Linked DNA regions of Mus musculus: region 1 is linked to region 2. The links are chromatin contacts, called in public Hi-C maps. All regions are on one chromosome and are shown on one strand. Each heading gives the region's core, a stretch centred on a gene start, on an enhancer-like site or on the middle of the called end of the contact. The rest is flanking DNA. Distances are from core to core; before and after follow the strand shown.

Region 1 (3,118 bases), core at 421-2,920, 610 kb before region 2:
GCTGGCTGAGGTAGAGAAGGTTCTGTCTGTCAGATACATGTATGTTCTTTCCCATCTTGCTTTTTTAAAAAATTTTAATTCATACTATGTTTCATTTCATTCCTGTATTTCAAGATTATAAATGTGCGACTCTCTGGGGGTTTTTCTTTCTTCCTCCGGGTGTCTTTGCTGGAATCATGACTAGCCACGCTGCCGAGGGTGCGTGGCAACAGAAATGTGTGCCGAGCTGAGAGAAAGGACCTCGGCATTAGCCTGGCACCTGCTGACCTCTGACTGAGTGTCACAGGACAAGTCACTTTTCTGCCATCTTACTACAATTAGGACTGTACCAAATGACCTCTAAGGACTTGCTTACAGCTCAAATACTCTCTGGCTTTTAAATCTTCTTTTATGTGCACTATAACAGCCATGCAGCAACGACAAATTTTCTTCATGTGCCTATTTTATAGCCATTTTATGGGATTATAGCATATGTGTGCTCATATGTGTGTGCGCTTATATGTGTGTCTCTCTGTTACCCCCCCAACACACACACACACACACACACACACACACACACACACACACACACACACAGAGGATTAGTGGTAACCACTGTAGATAATATAAGTGTAATAATCTGTAAATACAACTTGTACACAGAGGATGCCAGGGTATTTAGATGCCTCTGTTGGAGAACACATGTAAGCATCCATCACAGGTATAAAATAGCATCCTCTGAAATGCCATTTCTTCCTTCCCCCAGGACAGATAAAGCGCCTGCAGACTCTCCGACCAGCCACTGAAACAGCCATGAAAAACCTCACGCTTTTCTAAAGCAGGACAAAGCTTTGAAGCTTCAGCGTCTGCTCCCCAGCATCCCCTGGCTGTGAGGAGGACAGCATTTCCCTAGTCAAAACAGCCTGGCTCTATTTATAGTGCTCACGTCTCCAGATAATAAACGGAACTCGCGGGCTATGCTCAGATCGCCTTCCTTCAGCCACCCCACCACTTAGCACAACGCCCACAATGAAAAACAAGGTCTACAATTTGGAGCCGTGGCTCTAGTTAATTACCTCAGAGGAGACAATGACCACCCTATACTTGAAGAGCCAAAACCCGGAAAGAGTGTCTGATACCCTTTGTTTGCCTTGGGTTTTTAGCATCCCTCTGGCTAGTTCACTGGGCTTGGTGGGTTTTTTGTTTGTTTGTTTGTTTGTTGTTGTTGTTGTTGGGGAGTAGGGTGGGTATTTCTTTAAATGATTCTAGAAATATCTCATCTCCGTGGTTGGAGAGAGGCTGTGTTCATCAGCTAGGTAATGTTCTTAGCAGATAGCGCTTTAAGTAAGGACAGCAGACAATACAGCTTCCACGGAGACTACTACAATTCCCTTCTATTCTTTTTCAAATGTTAAGTTTGTATTAGGTTATTTAATAGACCACAATATATTCAGTAGGTACAGAATCCATGGCCCCAAATGGCTGCGTTTTAATTCTATCCTTCTAGTCTGTTTTAACTAAGACGTTTTCTCCTGTGCATATAATCTTCATTATCATAGAAGTTATTTTTAATTTATAATTAACATAGTCTCTGTCTCATCATGTATGCCTTGATCGACTTGGACCCTCCAGACACATCTTATCTGGTACCACGTTGGCTGGGTCCTGCAGTTCTCCAAACATACAGTAGGTGTCTATCTTAGCCTTCCTTATCCCTTCACTTTCTTTTCTAGTCCCTGACACTGGGATATAGTGCATAATTCCAAAATGGCAGCTTTTTGAAAATTCACCTTGATTATCAGACATTAAAAGTGACTCATCCCGCAGTGACTGTCTGGCAGAAGGGATAGGATCAGACAGCAAGACAATGAGGGGACTGGGAACATTAGCGCACTAGATTACAGAGCCATCAAAAATACCTTTGTTCTGTCAAAGATCCAATCATTTGCTAGTTGTGTTCTGTGGAGGAGAAAGAAGGGGGGAAAATCCACCAAACAAACAAACAAGAAAATTCATCTGAGAATTAAAAACCTCCTCAGATCTCTTTATCCTAAGTGGGGAAGGGACGTAGCTGATGATCCATTTCAAGAGCAGGCAAGGTGGAGCTGCGTCTGAGCGGGGAATCTGTATGTAGCAGCTTTTCCCCTCAGTAGCCATCACACTTTGCTTATGACCTTCTGCCCTTTGCGTCTCCGGAAGAGCGGAAACTGCCAAGTTCAACAGGGCTTGGTTTTGTCTGTGTGTCTGTACTGAGCCTGACTCACGGTGGAACAGTTAGAAGGAATGATCGCACAATTAGAGCGTTTTCATTCAAAGCGCAGCTTCTGATTTCCATCACGGTATATTAGAAAGCTAAGCAAGACATGTGTGATGGGCTAGAGGGGCAGATGCTGAGGGAAGCTGTTGGCAGCAGGCTTTCCACAAGCATCCAAACAGGCGTCTGTAAAATAGCAGAAGGAGCCTCGCAGAGACCGTGGATTCTGTATCAAGCATGTATGTGTGTCTCTGTGTTCAAGGGGGAGAAGGGACTGGGTGGGCAGTAGTGTCCTTTTCAGGGAGCCCTTCTTAGGGAGCTGCCCAGGCAGGTGAGAGGAGAGTGAGATGTCCTGAATCTCGGAGCTTCTCATCCCCCAAGAGACGGAGAGGCCAGATGGGACGTGGGTGTCTGGCTTCCTTCTCCCTTTCTTAAAAAAAAAAAAAAAAAAAACCAAAAAAAACCCACAATTTCCATCATTTGTCTATGAACTCAGAGGAGGAGTTTATCAGTCATGGAAAATGCCCCAAAGGGGCTCAGATCAAAGGCAGACTTTGAAATGTGTACTTAGGTGGATCTCCCTGCCAAATACATTAATGTGATTAAAACACAAATTCCATTGGCAGTTATTCCATCTGTTTAGGTGATGTTGGTTGGCAGTGCCATGTACCGGTCAATGGTGGCCTTTTACAGAGGAGTGCCGAGTGAATTTAAATGCTCTGCCGCACACGGATGCTACCTGCCGCGCTCTGGGAGGATTTGGAGGTCTTATTTGCTGGCAGGGCAGGGGAACCAGCTGCTGTCACACCACACAGGGATCTAGTGATAAGAATGGCTTCCTGTTCACTGCCGTCTCGCAAATGGATTCGTGAAAACAACTCGTTG
Region 2 (3,115 bases), core at 447-2,946:
CACAGAAACACACACATGCATACATGAATACACACACAATAAGTGTTTTAAATTAAAAAAATAAAGCAGAATAGGGAATTCTAGGAGAAAATATGTTTTTTTTCAGATTAGCTTAACCTCTGTGTTGTCCCACATTTTAGAAAGGCCAGTCCTAACACAGCAGCACAGAAATCTTGGGACCCAGATGGCTTGTACTTGGGGGATTTTTTTACCCCTGATTCTGGAATATCTTTATTTACCTTATGACCTATGTTTAGATTGGGTCTGAGATCTAAACACAAATTCATCAGATTTAGTTACGCTGCCCGAGGGAACTCGGTGCCATTTTGGCAGTACCCACATGTTTTGGCTCAACTTTCTGATTGGGGATTTTTTCAGATTAGGGTTGCCGCACCTACATCAACCCCCATGACACCCAGGGAAGTGACCACAGGACAAAGCCTGCCTGTGACACTCCTGATCCCGTGATCTGTCACCTCCAACATACAGGGAAGATGGGAAGATGGCAAGGCTTGGTTGGAAGAACGAACACTGGAGATCCACTGTGAGGTCAAACTGCAGGCAGTCCAGCTACTACGGCAAAGGACGGCTAACTCCAGCTGCTAGGAATGCGGCCTAGTTGGTGGAGCCAACCCTGATGTCCAATGGAGCCTAGCATGACGACCAATGTTCAGTCCCTCATGAAACTTTGTGTGAAGGTGTGCACTTGTACCGTGTGCAACATGGGAGGTGGAGGCAGGAAAGGAAGACTAGAAGTTTAAGATCCTCTTCAACTACTCGGTGAGTTGAAGACTGTTCTGACCGGTCTGAGACCCAAAAAGCTACACTGTCTCAAAAAAAAAAGATACTGTCTCAACAAAGCAAAACACAAAGTTAAAAAAACAAAAAAAACAACAAAAAAAAAACTTTTAGTTTGCCCAGGCTGAGCATGAACAATTTGCCAGGAAGTGGGGCAGAAGAAGGGGGAGGGGTGGGTCAGGGCAGGATGGGGTGAGCTGGGCAGACTGAGTGCTCTCCCTAGGTCAGCTGCTTCTGGAGCGGTTTCTCTAGCAGACAGTAAAGAACTTGATTACATCCAGTTAACTGTGCTCTAAACTGATTATGCATGTGCCGGGCTAATGGATTACATTAGCAGGAGGAAAAGTAGCACGCAGTCAATCTCCATTACTACGGGACACACCAGGGCCCCCGCCAACCACCTCCAAACCCCACCCGAATCCAGGCTCTGAAGAAAACCAAGGAGAAGGGAACCCTCCCTCTTTATCTTAGTCTCATGGAGGGAAGGCAAGGGCTCCGGAGTAAGGTCTGGACTCATAATCTGTGTCATCCAAAGGTGGGTGGCAGAGCTCCCTGCCTCTCAAAAGAGCCTCGGCGAGCAGAAGGGCATTCATTCTCCAAGGACTAATAAGACCAGACTCTAAAGACCTTTGCTTCCTGACCCTGGGGCAGCTCTTCTGAAACACCAAGGCTGATCACTCCAGAGAGCCACCAGCCAAAGAGCTGCTGGTCCCAACTGGCCAGCCTCTGCCTCAGTATCTTGGGCTCTTCTACTTGTGGCTTTGAACAGGAGCACGATCGCTCTGTCCTGAGCTAACAAACAAACAAAAAGCCGACAGAATAAATAAGGTAAGTATGGCCCAGTTACATGAGTGACCAGCGCAGATAGGGCAGAAAATGTTTCCTTCACACCTGTTCCTCAGAAAATGCCTCACTGTTGACTTTTCGGGTGTGATCCATGGACATGATATGGGGTGGGGCTGGGGGAGTGGGGGTGAGGAGTTCTCAGTAAACCCTGTGTTTCCTGACCCTTCAGAAGCAAATCCAAGAGCTTGGCTTTAGTGGAGCCCTGGACCACATGGAAGATGTGGCATGAGGGCTTAGTGGTCAGCGTGTGCATTTTACAATCTAAGGGGAGATCCATTTCTTAAGAGAGAAGAGCCCAGCTTCAGTCCATGTCTATGCGACCCTTCATAAGGTGACATATGACCTTCAGTGGCCAGGAGGATTCCCTTGTGCAAACTTAACTGCCAGGTCCTTCAGAAATGCTGGCTCCCTCTGGCTTTTCCCACCTGGTTGTCTTGGCCATGTCAGCACCACTCAGGTCATACCTGCAACTGAACCTGACTGCCAAGAGCATTCTTTCTACTGTGGCACGAAATCAAGCCAGTCCGGTGAGGAATTCGTATGCACAGAATAGAGGATCTGGCTTAGACTCAGTATACCAACCAATCCTGGTCCACTGGACCTGGTGTCAGCTGTCACTTCTAGAACACAATATCCCTACTGCCTTTCTCTAAAACTGTTCCTTATACACAGTGCTCCCTGAGGATGCGCTAAGGCAAGACCAATCGTAAACATCAACCCAGCGGAGACCAGGGAGAGCCAAGGAGTCTCCCTCGTGTGGGGTCTCCGCTGACAATCGCAAGAGGGACACGGGAGACTGTGCCAGCTCAGAGTCCACAGTCGGCAGGAACTGACTGACCACTTGCTAGCCCAGGAATGAGAATCCGTCAGAGGAAAGAGAAGGGGCTGAGGAGGAAACTGGAGAGGATGGAGAGAGGTGAGGGAGTGGAGGGTGTGTGGACCGGGGCTGGGGAGATTTATGGCGATTTGTACCTGATTGTTCATACTAAAGCCATTATGGGATGATTAGAGGGAAAGGTGAGGCTTTAAGTCCAGCGAAAATCAATAGGAACGTCTGGAGCAATCCTGCCGTGCAAGTAAAAGGACTATTTACAGTATCTGCAGCCCCTCCTCCTTGACGGTCTACACTGCTCAGCCAGAGACTGAGGGGTTGGGAGAGAAAAGGGGAGGGGAGGGAGGGAAGGGGAGGGGAAGGGAGGGAAGGGAAGGAAGGAATGAAAGAGGCTAAAAGGAGAGGAAGCAGAGAACATGGATGCAAAATGCAGAAACTTGAAGAAAGAACCAAGGAGCTCTTTCTCTCCATAGCATTTACTGCCTTCCACCACAAAATTTAGCCATGGGATCTGCAACTTATCTTCTCCCCTAAAGAATGAAAACGCTGTGAGGGCAGGCATCTGGATGTGAGTACATACATGTGTGCATATCTGTATAAACATGTATACATGTATTTATATGTATGTGCATATACACA

The links. Hi-C and Micro-C count contacts between places; a contact is called where the count stands out from the background.
Region 1: a Hi-C map of the N1E-115 cell line shows a contact between it and region 2, with 7 times the contacts expected there. The contact joins two enhancer-like sites. A contact is called at or near these places in 1 of 39 promoter capture datasets (hippocampal neurons), 12 of 484 Hi-C or Micro-C datasets (the N1E-115 cell line, adipose-derived mesenchymal stem cells, cerebellar granule neurons and 7 more), 4 of 115 datasets of contacts at active chromatin or transcription factors (embryonic basal ganglia, embryonic forebrain, embryonic stem cells and 1 more) and 3 of 9 other capture datasets (embryonic stem cells, embryonic tail and embryonic trunk).

Annotation. Positions count from the first base shown.
Region 1 is chr8:109,415,978-109,419,095 of GRCm38.p6, reverse strand. It overlaps a transcript of Pmfbp1 not described here. Among named protein-coding and RNA genes, the nearest start is that of Gm35145, 44 kb to the left of the region's middle. Within about 2 kb of position 1,670, at least 67 of the 459 cell types and tissues checked have an H3K27ac peak or open chromatin away from gene starts, as enhancers often do. A contact at or near this core is called in the N1E-115 cell line, where this site is marked.
Region 2 is chr8:108,801,177-108,804,291 of GRCm38.p6, reverse strand. All of the region lies in intron 3 of Zfhx3 (zinc finger homeobox 3), which reads right to left. Among named protein-coding and RNA genes, the nearest start is that of Zfhx3, 88 kb to the right of the region's middle. Within about 2 kb of position 1,696, at least 9 of the 459 cell types and tissues checked have an H3K27ac peak or open chromatin away from gene starts, as enhancers often do. A contact at or near this core is called in the N1E-115 cell line, where this site is marked.